Regions from separate parts of the Mus musculus genome. Here region 2 is linked to region 1. A link is a contact called in public Hi-C data. All regions are on one chromosome and are shown on one strand. The core of a region is the stretch at or near the end of the contact, and the rest is flanking DNA. Distances in the headings are between cores, read along the strand shown.

What was found. Hi-C and Micro-C count contacts between places; a contact is called where the count stands out from the background.
Region 2: a contact with region 1 is called in a Hi-C map of neural progenitor cells, with 2.0 times the contacts expected there. The contact joins two enhancer-like sites. A contact is called at or near these places in 3 of 484 Hi-C or Micro-C datasets (cortical neurons, embryonic somatosensory cortex and neural progenitor cells) and 1 of 115 datasets of contacts at active chromatin or transcription factors (embryonic forebrain).

What each region holds. Positions count from the first base shown.
Region 1 is chr12:49,834,883-49,839,399 of GRCm38.p6, reverse strand. No RefSeq gene overlaps it. Among named protein-coding and RNA genes, the nearest start is that of Gm25015, 260 kb to the right of the region's middle. Within about 2 kb of position 2,554, at least 6 of the 459 cell types and tissues checked have an H3K27ac peak or open chromatin away from gene starts, as enhancers often do.
Region 2 is chr12:50,189,886-50,194,049 of GRCm38.p6, reverse strand. No RefSeq gene overlaps it. Among named protein-coding and RNA genes, the nearest start is that of Gm34523, 30 kb to the left of the region's middle. Within about 2 kb of position 2,134, at least 12 of the 459 cell types and tissues checked have an H3K27ac peak or open chromatin away from gene starts, as enhancers often do.

The DNA of each region.
Region 1 (4,517 bases), core at 1,305-3,804:
ATTAGTAAGTAGTAAGCTGGAAGAATGATGGGTGAGTGGATATCCTGATTCAAATAATGGATGCCCCTTTCTACTAAAAGAAAGCCGCCCTTCCTCATAATTAGCTCCTTGTGAGAGTAAGTACGTTACTTCAGTTTTCTGTATAAAGGCTAATGAAATTTTGAGAAATACATTTTAAACCTTATTTTAAATAGGGTAAGAATCCTGGAAATAGAACTGGTGTATAGATATATCTCAAAGTAAAAATGTTCCCATTAGCCATTGCTTAATTAATTCCATCTAGAACTAACTGTTAAGGTGTTGCATATTCTCCAGTTTAGACCTTTAAATCCTAATGTATACTTTTGTAATCAATAACATACAAATATAGTTACCCAATATTTAAACTGATTTATTGAAAGCTAGATGATTATGCATAACAAAATACATGCAGGTATTTTAGGATAAATATTCAGTTACTGAATAATATCACATGTGTAATTTATATAGAATACTATAACAATGTAAGGTAAGGATTTGGGGCCTAGACATTACGTCTTTGCAGTGCTGGTGATGGATACTATAGCCTCGTAAATGATAGGCAAGCACTATACCACAGAGCATTTCAAAAGGAAGGGAATAAAAAGCTGACTCTCTTACAAACACATATTAGTCTATTTCTCTGTCCATATACATATACCTATATGACATATACCAAATAAATAATTATATGTACATATATGAGTAGATTTGAAAGAATTCAATGGATTTGGATCATATTCACCCCTCTTTGCTGATCAACCCTTCTGTACCCAACTTATTTTAGAAATTGTTGTTCATTTCTTATACATTTAGTTCAATTTGTACTGCCCATATATTCTTTAATATACCACTGAAGTCTGATCAACTTACTAGGGGCACCACTGTTAAGGAAAACTAACTCTTTGTCTTCCTGCAGCAACGATCAATTACTAGTGACTGTGGGTGGGACTTCAAGCCCACCTTCCCTCTCCACGCTGGTATTTGATCTGACTTGAGCTTGCTGTTGATTTGTGCATGAATACACAAGCACTATACACTGCCAGAATTGCTGTAAATTCAGGTGTGTCCAGTGATACATTTTCACCACATTGATCCTAATGCAATAAAGTTAAACAGAACCCTTACTAGGACAGGGTAAGGCTTGAGGACCAGAACATTCACAGAGAGACTGTGCAATGCCTGAGATGATGCTTTGCATAATTGCAGACTAAATGACCCAGTTATCTACTCAGGAAGGTGCTGACATCTTACCAGGCGCTGGTGTTGGGAACATGCGGGAGAGTAGTACAGAGTCTTACATATCCCAACTTTGTACTATGTAGGGTTCAAGATGGCTGGTTATCTATTTTAATTTACATTTGTTCAAAAACTCACTTTCCATGAATTTCTTTTCCTAGCATTTTTTGTGGAAACTCTCACTGACATTCATGACAACTCACTGTTGCATAGCCATAGTGGTCAATCTTCTCTGATGTTTCTATGTGTGTCTGCCTCTGCCTTCATAATGTCTTCTTTCAGGACGTGGATCTTGTTGTAGCCCACATTACTCTGAATGGTGAATATCTTCATGGTTTCAGCTGCTATACATAGTGATATCTAGATGTTGCCTCTGAGCCCAGCATGAGGTATTCACACACACGCACACACACACACATGCACATGCTCACGCACGCATGCGCGTAAGCACACACGCGCACACACAGATTTTACTATTGGTAGTCCTGAATTAATAATAAATATCCCATTTAAATTCTACTCATTCATTCCCTTTTGAGCTCTGTGCTTTATTCTAAATTATTTTACATCTAAAGCTAATTTGTTCACTGCTTTCTAGGCCTATAAGCATGCTGTTTTCATTAATCTGAAGTTTTCCTTTCACTCTGTCCTCAGACTCTAAATTATCTCTAGAGAATTAGTTGGCATATCACAACCTTCTCTCTCACCTCATGTAAGCCAAGCAAATAAACCTTTTGGCTTTACCCACTGCTTACACTGTGCCACTCTTGACCTAAGCAACCCATCAAGGGTGAGCTTCAAAGGCACGGTGAGGCTGTTTAACACATCTGAAGCCATTCCATTAGTACCTTGACCTTATATTGTTATGATAAGTGTGACCAGCAAATACTCATTGAATGAATCAAAGAGAAATCACAAACTCTCAGCAAAACTGATTCGAATTATCTCTGCAGAATAGATTGAGGATAGGAATAGAACAGAAACCTGTTTTTTAAATATGAACATTGCATTTAGGTAGTTTTCTAATTTCTCCCAAGACCAATGCAGCATAAGGATATCCAGTGAGAATTTCAATTGCATAAAGGTGTACTTGATATCCAGATTGGAAGGACTCCATTAAACAGCGCCCCCATTTGCTTTAAAGGTGCGCCCTCTGTAGTTGCCACAGACTCTCGTTTTCTCAAGCATTTCCAAGATTCATGTGACTAAAGAGTTAAAGTGACCTTAGAGGTGCAAGTTGTCAATCACCAGGGAAATCGTGGATAGCAATTTAACAACCCTTGAGAACAAAGCTCAGAGCAAACAATGGATTACTATGTGTGTAATGCTATTACTCAATTGTTTTTCCAGAACCAAAATGTGACAACGATATGGAAAACTGGAGAAACAAGAGTGAAATAATTGTTTAATAATTAAACAGTGCATTTTAAGGCAGTGGGGAGATAAAAAAACCTTGTAACCTCTAAAAATGTATTTCCTCTTCTTACTTCAGAACAGGTCATGTCAGATAAACAAAGGCTCAAATCACTGCCCATCTGATTGACTCACAGAGGACGAAACATGCATTCCAGTCTCTCATCTCTGGTTCTTACTGACACCTCCATATGGTTTACCCTTCAGTGAGACCATGGAGTTCTGTTAATGAGCTTGAAAGAGTTGGCTGGGTAGTTGGCAAGAGTTACCTGCCATTAGCTATTTAGAGTTGTGTAAATGAAATCACAGTTTCTGAGAGATCCCTCCCCCTTCACCCCTAAAATGTGAGTCATCCTCTCATTAGAGGCCTGCTTTCGGCAATTCATAATTACAGATTGTGTCCCTGTTAATCACTTGACAAATGATACTTCTCTGCCAACAGGTTTACTGAACTTAGTTTATTTTGAAATCATGTCAAATGAAATCTGATGTGAAAGTTTGATTTTGGTCTCCTGGTTCAGTTTTCTTGATGTGTAACCTGAATTCTATCTTTTATTTGTTTCTCTAAAATAACCCAAATGTACCTCGCATTTCACAAATAATTTCACTCTGAGAGCTCAGTCTTTGAGGCATATACAGATAAACACTATTACACTATATAGTAGTATTTGCAGTGCTGTTTTGGCTAAGAGGACATTCGGCAAGATTTAGTCTATAAATTAGTGTGCTTTATGTCTCATAATTTACCTGTTTCTCAAATATGGTGCCCTCCTCCGTAACCCCAAGAAGTGGTGGTGAGGTGTTGTGAAATAAAGAATATAGTGTACTACAAAAAAGAACAACAAAAAGTTTCAGTGATCCTGGCAGCACCTTCAACTTTTTCTTCATTTCAAATAACAGACAGAAATTTATGGTTGGTTTGGAACTCTAAGAACAAGAGCAGTAGAACATATGCCCAGCTTCCTAAATAAGGAAAGAGGAAAACATTGCATAGCATGTGACCCCAGCACCCAAAAAGCTCTGGGCTCTTTCTTTTGCTGAGGTCTGGGGGTAAGTGAGAAATTATATCACTCCAACACTTAATTTGACACACTATCCCACCTGTATATGGTAGCAAAGTGGATGTTGCAACAGAGACTCTAAGTTAAGCACACATTCTAACTTTGCAAAGGAACAATCAGTTTTAGTATGTATTTTAGGAGAGATACAGCACACACCTAATCCCTTTAGATTTATTTCAGGTTGTCAGCCTTGAATGCATTCTCTTTCTCTGCTTTCTATTCCATTGGTACTATTTATCTCAGACCATTTTAATACTTACGATTTGAATCCGTCTAATGACAAAATCCCAAAGGGCAGAATCAATGTTAAAGAAACTAGATTACTATACTTTGGTTTTCTTATACTATAAAGCATTCTGCTTGTTATTTACATTGAAGGGGGAAGCTTGTCATTATCAAAAGGATACTAGGTTAAGATTTCAACACCTGACAATGTACAATAACACCCCTGCCCACAGGAATAATGACATTAAATTCAAAGCTATGTTCATGTAATGTGGTCTCAAATGAAACACAGCTTAGGAGATACAGGGAAGAAGTTAGCAAGACTTAACATTTCAGTTTGTTAAAATTGATTTGATACATGACAGTACCAAAATCAAAATAGAGAAGAAATTCCAATCTTTATAGTGAAGAGTGTTAGAAAGAAGATAGTTAAATGCTGGAATATAGAATACAAGGTATAAGGAAATGAAACACTGATTCGTCTGTAAAACAGACTTATACTGAACCAGCTGCTTCAAATAAAAGCATTGATAAATTAACGTAGTTTCATCTTCTTTCATT
Region 2 (4,164 bases), core at 885-3,384, 360 kb before region 1:
GTTCCCCCTTGCTTTAAAAAACAGTTAACATTTTTGATCTCCTGAGATCTTAGGCATTCCTGAAGCTCTCAACATGATATTTGTATGTTTTTTCTTTCTTCTCTTTTCTTTTCTTTTCTTTTCTTTTCTTTTCTTTTCTTTTCTTTTCTTTTCTTTTCTTTTCTTTTCTTTCTTTCTTTCTTTCTTTCTTTCTTTCTTTCTTTCTTTCTTTTCCTCATTTGGAGGCAAAAAGCTCTGGGACAGAGTATTTTGATAGAATAAAGTTTGCAATTCATTAAAGGCTTTCTGTCTCCCCTGTGCAGATGCTGATCATGACATCATCTGCCCTGAGGCCTGCTAGCTAAGAGAAAGAGGGGTGAAATCAGCAAAAAATAAAAGAGTCTTCCTTGCTTGAACTGAAAAAAATGTGCTTGTTTTTTGTTAAACACTACAAATTTGCAGAGAGGCTGTCAGGAGTAATAGCATTCGAAGCATGCACTCCCTCGGAGACACAAAGCCCTCGCTTATTATAGAAATACACTTCCAATCTGCACTTTGATCCTCAAGATTTATTTAAATAAAACAAGTTTCCATGCTGTACCATCTACCCTGAAAACAGTTTTAAAAGTTCTATTATTAAAAAGGACTAGATCTACTAACCAAACAAGCTTCATTTCATTCATTTTTATCACAAATGAATGAAAACAGAGTCTACTGAAAAAGAAAGAAGGTGACTCTCTTCTGAATTAAGGTGAGCCAAGAATGAAATTAGGTCCAAAAGAGCTAACTGAGAGTAGAGAATCTGTTCTTTTTTGTCCTGAGTGTTCCTGTTTACCAAGACTTCAGCAAGGAAGGTCTAGCATGAAGGTTACACATATGGTATATAATCAGATACAGTGAGTAATATTGAGAGGGAGAGTTGGAGAGAGGGAGAGAAGAGAGGGAGAGAGGAGGGAGAGAGGGAGGAGAGAGGGAGAGAGGGAGAGAGGGAGAGAGGGAGGAGAGAGGGAGAGAGGGAGGAGAGAGGACCAGTTCTGCTATCTGATGCATGCTTCCAAGTACGGTTTCTCAAAGTGCTTCAGTGTAGGACCAGTAAATACTCATTGAATTTTTTACCCCATAGAGGGTCTATTTTTGTACTGAAAGTCAAGTGAACTCACCAATTATTTGTGGTTCATTTTGAAGAAGAAAATAAAAGCAGAGCCAAGTCCAACAAGGCCATTCCCTGTGTAGCGGAGGCAGGGCTTTCATATAGTTTCTCATTGTGTGAGTATTTTTTTTTTTTTTCAGAGTACACAGATCTTAAATAGCGTAGCTAGAGAGTTGATATGGTTTGGATTTCAGATGATAAACAGTACCAAACGGTGTCATATTAAAATGTAAAAACTATGTATGCGTGCCACAGCCTCTGCCTGCTCTGAGTTCGTTTGTACGAATGTTTTTCTGACTTCTAAATCACACGTTTACTGAAATGAGCTCTGCTAGATATCAGTTTGCGCACAGGCACAATGTGTCTCAGGCAGATTCATAAAACAGATAGCTGAACTCTACTTTGACTTCTGACATCAACAATCTGACTTCAATATTTCTCCACAAAAAGAGACTCCCGACTCTCTGCTGTTGCACTGTGATGGATAGCTTTGCTGCTGACAGCGCTGAGCATAATGAACATATTCATCAGCATGAGGGGCTGTGCGTCCCACATCTTAAGTTTTTCAGCTAGTGGCTTTGAAATGCCACCCAGAAACACCTGCGCCTTTGCCTCATCGCTGCAGAACTGCAAAGCCACTGTGAAGAAATATTATTGTAAAGTTGTCTGTATATCAGCATTTCTGTTCTAAACAACCTTTTAATTGCCTAGCCTCTAATTTATCTTTGCCTGGAAACACTTGTAGACACATATTTTAATTTAAGCTGCTCTGTTTGACTCCTCTGATCATCTGGGCTTTTATTGTCACTGCCTCACAATAATCTAATGTCATATATAATGGCATCAAATTGGGGAAAGCCCTAGAAGCTGCCAATCCAAAATGATCTGAATGTTCTCTCATATTCGTTTAGATGGGCTTGATTTGTTTGTGCCAACATTATTCATTACATTCTGTGTCTAACTAGGCCAGTGTTCTCTTGCATACTCTATTCCTTTCAGCATACACTTGGGGTTTCTTAATCAGTTCGTCTCCTGTGCTATATAGTCCTCAGAATGGTTGCAAGCCATGCATTGTCACCAAATGATAGAATACAAGTGCCCTGACGGTGCTTACCACACTCCGTGCAAACATTTTACCATACTGTTCCTTAACTTTGGTCTTATAAAACAAACCTTGTTTTGTTTGCAGCTAGAAGACGAGAGTTGTGCCACATGCACAATTGAACATTTGCTGGAGAATTACATGTGGTACTATCACAGAGAGCTAACTTCTATTAATGAGAACTTACTGGGGAGGCTACTCCAAAGATGATCATATATGTCTTCCTGGGAGGAGAAGAGTTTTATTTTATAGCTAATTAAAAGTTTCTAAAGATGCTGTGGATTTTTTTGTGCAAATTAAAATTAATTAGAGTTATTAAGGAGCCATGAAAAGAAAGATTTGAGAAATAGTGAGAAATATTATTTAAACCCTAATGGAATTCAGTGAAACCCACAGGTCTATTACAGGCCTCTGATTTGCCAGGATCACTGCAGGGAATCTAACATTAATAAGCACACTGGTAATTAAATCATTTGTTACTTTGTCTGTAATGTTGTAATGTTTCACTGATACTCTGTCAGAGCTCTTTGTGCAGATCAGAGCTAATCAAAGGTAATCAATTTTCAGCATTTGAGAAATCTGTAAATGATTATACATTCATCAGATCATTTAGTGGAGTGCAAGGAAAGTGCAATGCAATTAATCTTCCTGCATGAGGAGGAATTACCACCACAGAATTCAACAGTTATAATTAATTTCATTGTCTTGCTGTGAATTTTGATTGCTTTTCTTTGGACTGTATAGTACAAATGATGATTCATTGCAAAGTATTTGCAAAGCAAACACACCAGTGTGCTATGCAAATTAAAGAAGCTGTATAACAGATAGGTTTCAAGCTTCCTATTTACTTATGGTGGTTGAGTACTAATTTGCCAAATAATAATTGCTTGTTAACTTTACACACTCTTCCCTTGAACATCAAGATTGGTAACCAACGTAAACAGAAAGCACGTGCTATTTTGTATTTTATGGTATGTATGCAAAATGCTACTTAGTGCTTAAACTTGTTCCTTTTACTAAATAAGCATAAAGATGCTTATTTACCTCTGAAATCATTTGCTATTTATTTTAGTTATACAAAATAGATATAAGAAACATATTATGCATGTAAATTTGCTTTCATGTATGCTTGTCTTTTATTATTGCCAATATAAACCTTTAGGAGATTTTCACTCCAAATATCTGATAATTTAAATTTATTTACTATCTAAAGTGTCAATTATTTAAATATTATTTTGGAACCTGATCCAGTGTTATCAGTTCTATCATTTAAAGATTTCCTGCACAATACCTTTCAGTGTGCCAATATTCTGTTCCCTTCAGACTACGCTTTTGGAAACAAAAAACTGATTAAGAAATGACCTAAAGTATAGTCTCACATTTTATGATTTACTCCTCAGCAATATGGTTTCCAAATATAAATAAAGGTCACAGTTAAATGAAAAAGAGGCATAAGTGTAACATTAAATGTTTGCCGAGATGACCCTAGTTTCTGCAATAATTAAAATGTAGTGCACACTTTCCTCTCCTGTAAACAGCTCTGTGAAATCCAAGTCAGACTAGGGCTCCTATTAAGGCTGTTTAAGTATTAAAACAAACTCCCATTCTCTCCACATGTTAGGATCCAAGAACACAAAGAAGACCTCATTTTAACATTTCTAACTATAGTATGTATTATGTATTTTGGTCTCAATTGAAAACTAACATTAAATGTTGTATTTGTCTTAAATACATTCTGTGCAGGATGTGGTGAGGCCTTTGTTGAATTCACATTGAAGAAAAAGTGGCTTTCCCATATGTCAGTGTTTTAACCCATAAATTAGCTTAAATTAGTTCACTCACCTGCTGGAACCAGAAAATGTTACTACCAGATTTAACTGTTCAAGAAAATTCAAACACACAACAACAACAAAACTCAAATAGGTTATCTAGG